2 separate regions of the Rattus norvegicus genome follow, and region 1 is linked to region 2. Evidence: chromatin contacts called from public Hi-C data. All regions are on one chromosome and are shown on one strand. Each heading gives the region's core, a stretch centred on a gene start, on an enhancer-like site or on the middle of the called end of the contact. The rest is flanking DNA. Distances are from core to core; before and after follow the strand shown. Region 1 has its middle 91 kb from the start of Tmem260. Region 2 holds the start of Peli2 (pellino E3 ubiquitin protein ligase family member 2).

What was found. Hi-C and Micro-C count contacts between places; a contact is called where the count stands out from the background.
Region 1: a contact with region 2 is called in a Hi-C map of Schwann cells, with 7 times the contacts expected there. The contact joins the enhancer-like site here to the promoter of Peli2 in region 2. A contact is called at or near these places in 6 of 12 Hi-C or Micro-C datasets (Schwann cells, frontal cortex, hepatocytes and 3 more) and 1 of 1 datasets of contacts at active chromatin or transcription factors (oligodendrocytes).

What each region holds. Positions count from the first base shown.
Region 1 is chr15:24,121,154-24,123,988 of GRCr8, reverse strand. No RefSeq gene overlaps it. Among named protein-coding and RNA genes, the nearest start is that of Tmem260, 91 kb to the left of the region's middle. Within about 2 kb of position 1,323, at least 1 of the 93 cell types and tissues checked has an H3K27ac peak or open chromatin away from gene starts, as enhancers often do. A contact at or near this core is called in Schwann cells, where this site is marked.
Region 2 is chr15:23,871,544-23,874,656 of GRCr8, reverse strand. It overlaps Peli2 (pellino E3 ubiquitin protein ligase family member 2), which reads right to left and starts at 1,673. Exons shown (of 6, transcript NM_001107259.1): 1 at 1,343-1,673. The coding sequence starts at 1,419.

The sequences.
Region 1 (2,835 bases), core at 74-2,573, 250 kb before region 2:
CAAAATCCTCCTTCAAGTGAGGAGATATTTGTCAACACACAAGGCCCATATACATGACAAGATGGTCACCCTGGCTACAAATGGATTCCCTGTCTTGATCAGAAAGTGAGAAACTTCTTAGCTCTACAGTTTTGTTTTCTTATATTATCCAATACTTTCATTTCTCTGAAAACAGACTCTGCTAGAAACATCTCTTGGAGAAGCTGAAGCTTGGCTATGGTTTGAACAGGTCTCCGTATCACGTGCCTGCCCATGTGACCTCCAGAGCTAGGCGACCCTCATGAACACATTTCAATGCACCTCATCTCTCTGGCTGTTGGAAGATGTCAAGTTTTTTGGGATGCTGAAATATGCAAAGGCCCCCTGGTATCACAGCTAGATTTGGAATATAATTTTCAAACATTTACTTAAAAATAAATATGTTTAATATTTTCCATGTATGTGCACCTGTGTGTGTGTGTGTGTGAGTGCATACGTGTGTACACACGTGTCATGTGTATAGAAGTCAGAGGACGACTTGCAGGAATCAGTTCTCTCCCTCCACCACGTAGGTTCCAAGGATCTAATCTCGGCCTTCAGGTTTGGCCCCAAATGTCTTTACCCACTGAGCCTCTCATTCCAAATCAGTATTTTAAAGATGTTTCCTACAGCTCTGGGAATCTGTCATAATTTTCTTAACGTAGTTTCAAAGACCATGTACAGAATGTCTCCCAGTGTTTTATTTTAGAAGGTTCTTTAATACATTTATTGGGTGTGGCAGGAGATCTTAAATGGAAACTCCGATTCCTTTGCAATCGGAGGTTTACTGAACAGGATGCAGGTAGCGTCCCTCCAAAGCAGTTTGGATAGACATTCCAGGAAAGAGGAGTGGGGCAGGGAAAGGGGCTGAGACTAAGAGAGGTGGCTGAGGAAGGAGCTAGGAGAGAAAAAGAGAAGGCAAGTAGGAGGAAGGGCAGGGGTGGGCGTCTTGCATAGGTGTGTGGTGGGTTCCTTAAACTCACGGTTGAGCAGGACCAGTCTTTTCGGAGAAGGGAGTTTGTTGTAAGAGCATCCAGTGTCTACAGAGTGACCGAGCCCCAGATATTCTAATAGAAAGCAGTTGTTCACACATTCAAGGCTTTATACCACAGCACTGGGATGCAGAAGTAGAGGGATTAAAGAGAGTTGAGTCAGACACTGAACATGGGCATTGTTTTGCCTCTGAGCTGGCAAATGATTTTATTAGGCAAAGATCGACCTCAGTGGCAAGATTTTCACAGCTCCTCAGAGGCAGTGATGAGGATCTGATATTCGAGCTGTGGCTTTAAAAGCTCCTGTGGTGCTGCCTTTGGTCAGAAGATGGCAGCAATGTTCAACTGCTCCTTCAGATGCAGGGCGGCAGGAAGAGCTACAGGTTAATGGAGAAGGGAAAGGCTTCCTTGTAGATTAGAGAGCACTTCCCACCCTGGTCATTTATTACAACATTGGAAGTATTAAAAGTATCACAGTTCCCTGTAAGCCGGTTCAAGTATTAAAATGATTCATTTGTTCGTTGGCTTGTGTTCAGATTTGAATGTTCATTAGTTTCCCAGGTGTGGAGTCCCTGACAGATCCTATCACCAGGAGGCTAACAGTACTCGTCAGCAAAACAGACGCAGTCCCAGTTCCCATTAAGTACAGAGCCCAGTGTGGGGATGGAATTGAAATGGAAAACGTGGAAATTAACTTGTAATGGTTAAAAGAATATAATTACTATGAGTAATTTAAAACTTTCTGTTTCTAGGGTATTTAAAAATATTCAAGTTTGGTCTGGAGAGATTGCCCAGCACTAAGAACATTGACTCCTGTTCCAGTGGACCCAGCACTGCATGGTGGCTCACAACCACCATGTTCCAGGGGATCTGACGTGCTCTTCTGACTTCTGTGGGTTCCAGACATATACATGGTACATACACACAAATGCAGGCAAAACACTCACACACAAAGTAAAAAATGAGGGTTGGGGATTTAGCTCAGTGGTAGAGCGCTTGACTAGTAAGCACAAGGCCCTGGGTTCGGTCCTCAGCTCTGAAAAAAAAATAGTAGATCTAAACTATTGGGTAAAAATATACTAAAGTTTACTTTTCTATTGGTTGAGTAATTCTTGAGCATTCAGAACAATGTCTGGCATAAACCAGATACTTTAATAAGGGCCACAAACTGAATGCACATATACAGGTGCCCCTTAGAACTCCTAGGGGTTAGGGCTCCATTACTTTCTAAAGATTCCATGACGTATAGCTGCTCTTATATAAAATGGAAACACATTTCATATAGCTGGCACAGACTATACTGTGTACTTCAGTCATCTCCAGGACACTGATCATATCTAACGATATGAATACATAGTTGTCCCATATACAGCTGAAAAATGTTCCAAACATTTTAATCCATGGATGAATCAGTCTGTGAGTTAGGTAACTCGCAGTGGATGTGGAAGGTTGCCTATAATTCTAAACTTGAGCTACACACATCCAGAATAAGATCCTGTGTGAGTGCTTAGCTCAGGAACAGGAAATGGGTGTGGGGAGAGGATATCTGAGACACGCTACGCAGGATGCACGCATGGTAACTTGAGCTTGTGTACACTTGTGTGCTGGGTAGGAGGTCTGCAGGCAGGAGGAGAAAGAGAAAGAAGACTGTGATAGGCTGGGGTGCAGAGGTCTGGGAACATGGCTTGTTGCAGGGAAGCCAAGAGCAGCTGCAGCCCAAGGAAGAAAGCGAGTGCTTTCTGGTGAGTCTCCTCTCGGTCAGAGATGGGTGCATTGAGAGCCGCTGAAGTAAAGAGAGAGAGGAACGAGAGTGGACCTGAGAGCA
Region 2 (3,113 bases), core at 424-2,923:
CTGAAACACCCCAGAAGATTGCCTCAAAAGGAAATAATGAAATGGCTCTGGCATAATCTTCTGTGTCAAATCCACAGTGTTAAGCATAGTCTGAAGCCAGCCACATAAACAAAACCAAACTCCACAAAATCTGGCTGGGCTGAAGTTACATAAGACAGACTAAACTGTGGCTCCCCCCCGCCCCCACTCCCCTCTTATCCCCTCCTCTTCCCAGCGAACTCTGACATCTGTCTCCTAAGCGCAAGCAATTCCCATGCAGGTGCGGAAGGCGTTCGACTGCTGAGCTTCCAAATAAGCAACGGTGTTTCCAGTGCTACCCCCCCGCAGAAATGCTAGCAACAAAATGAGGAAGGCTAGGAAACTTTAGACGACGAGCTTAAGTCTTTAAAAAAAATTTTTTTTTAAGTCGGCACTTACTTCGAGGTAGTAATCAAAACACGTTTCTCAGAGTTCCCTGAGTCTCTGCTGGTGGGGGAGGGGGGGTCGCTTCCTCGCGTGTCTCTAAGTCCACCCATCAGCACCCGTGTGGGTCTGAATACAGATCTTTCAACAGAGGACAAAAGCGCGGGTTCCCCAGAGCGGCACATCCAAAGGGAAAACAATCCTTCCCCTGCAGCACTAAACCCAAGTTGCTCCAGCGCCGAGTTTCCTGCACTTTCCGCCTCCCCCACCCACACCCTTTTCATTGCCCACTTTAACCTGCTTTAATCCTGCGAAGCCTCCCTCCGGGTTTATTAAGGGTAAACAATAGAAATGTCACAAGGAAACTCGGGAAGTAGATGAAGTCTCTTAATTGCTGCCGTTTAACGATTGTGGATAATTACTATCTTCACAATGTGATTTTTACCAGCGGAGTGGAAGCCAAGGCGGGCAGGGTGGCGAGCTCCCCGCCGCTGGCGGGGGCATCGGCAAGGCCGAGGCTCGAGGGGTGCAGGGACCCCAGGGGTAAGGGGATCAAGGGGTACGGAGACCCAAGAGGTATGGACACCCGGGGGATCCGGGAAACGTTGTTGAGAGGACCCGGGAAAACCAGGACCAGGTCCAGGCCCTTGGCCGATCTCACTCCCGGCGCCAAAGAAGCGGAGGCCAGCCGGCCGCCCGGGTCACAGACTGGAACAATGCTTAACCCCCGCGGACTGGGCTCTGGGCTCCGGGGACAGGGCTCCGCGTTCGCGGTCCTCAGGAACGAGAAGTCCCCAGCGGCCACGGGCTCCCGGCTGCACCGAGCGACCCCGCGCGGTGCAGGAGCGCCCTCCGGGCCGCAGCAACGAGCGCCCCGGGGACCCGGGCCCTCAGGAGCGCATCCCTCCGCGACGCCCCGCCGCCCGCGTCCTCAACTCACCCCAGGACCACCAGCTCCCCGTATTTCACCGGCTCCTTGTTGGGGGAGCTGGGTTCCTCCTGGCCGGGTGAAAACATGGAGCCGTGCTCGGCCGCCGCCGCAGCCGCCTCCGCCGCGATCCCCGCCGAGTCCGCGCCGCCGCTACACTCCCATCCCGAGAACGGGGTGAGCGCGCCGGGAAACGGCACGGCGGCGAACGGGGCGCGGGGCGGCCAGTCCCGCGGCTGCTCCGTCGTGGCTGCGAGCGTCGCCCGCCGGCTTCCCCGGAGCTACACGCTCTTCCGCCGCTGCGAGCGGGACCGGACTAGGAATGCGAGCGGCGACCGGAGCCCCGCGGGAGGAGGAGCGCGCGCCGCCGGGGGGCTGAGCGGGCCGGGCAGGTGGGACGGCCGCGCCGCCGCCCGCGCCTCCGCGCTCCCGCGGCCCCCGCCCGCCAGCCCCCGCGGCCCGCGAGCGCCCCGTGTTATGTAAACATAGAGTAAAGGGGAAGGGAAGCCCTTAAAGGGGCAGCTCTGTTTTTCTCCTCACTTCCTGTGGAAAGTTGGAGCGCGGGGTCTTCGTCCTCAGCCGCGTGCCCGGGGCTCCTGGCCCCGCCTGCTTGGAAGCCAGGCGTCTTGCCCCTCCCCGCCCCCAGCTCAGGGTGCTGCGCGCCCTGATCTGGGGGTGTCTGCTTTCAAAGCCAAGCCTTTGAGGGGGGGCTTGAAAGGAGAAAGAATCTGCCCATGGGTGGGGGTGGGTGGGATAATCGAAGAACCCCAAGAGCTCCCCACCATTTCACGGGGTGTACCAAGAGAAAGAACGAAGGGAGGAAAGAAAGGAGAGAGAGAGAAGGAGGAAAGGAAAAAGGGAAAAGAAAAGTGAAAAGTTACTTTTAATCCCTTATTCACATCTCTGTCCCTTCTTTCAACCCCCTGGGGAATTTAAAAGGGAATTACCTAGGCTGATTTTTTTTTTTAATGAATACAAATGTTCCTTTCTTTCCAGGGCTTAATCAAGGCACCGTTTGTATTTTATGATTTTTTTATGTTGCTGTGTCTTTAAAATATTGTGGGCTGTGATAGTTTTACTGACTGCTGTTTTTCATCATAGAGGAATTTATTATTCTAGCATTTATTAAGCCCTTGCAACATGCTAGAGACACTACATATTATTCCTGTCACTGCCTTTCCAGACTGTTAAATATTTAAAGAAATAAATACTGCAAAAGCTACCCAGTGTATAAACAGCGAGTGTACACACACACACACACACACACACACACACACACACACACACACACTTAGGCTATGACTCTAAGTAAAAAGCTAAAAAAGAAATAATTGCACGGGTAGCCTTCCATTCTACTGCTCAGCATCGTGCATGTGTCGCTCTCTGACAGGCTATTACTGTAGTGACATGACGCTTTCTGGAATTTTACTTCAGTTAGTAACTGGCTTTTCTTCTTTTAATTGAGGCTTTGGAGATAAATTACTCCGCTATTGATGAGCCAAAAATAAACTTTATTAAACAATTACCTTATTTCCGCTAATTACAGAAATTCTATTCTTAGACTGAAGGCAACTAGCTATCCAGCTTATCCTCTGTGCTTTTCTCTGTTATGAAAATGTAAAGGTTTAGCCAGCGACCCTCCTTTAGACAGTTGAGTTCTTTCTCTTCATCCAGTGTTGGTAGATTTCCGTAGGATGGGTGTAGGTTTCCTTACTCCCTGGTCCCACTTACTATATCGTCTATGTGACTGTCAGCAACCCTCTGAGTCCCGTCACAGTTACCC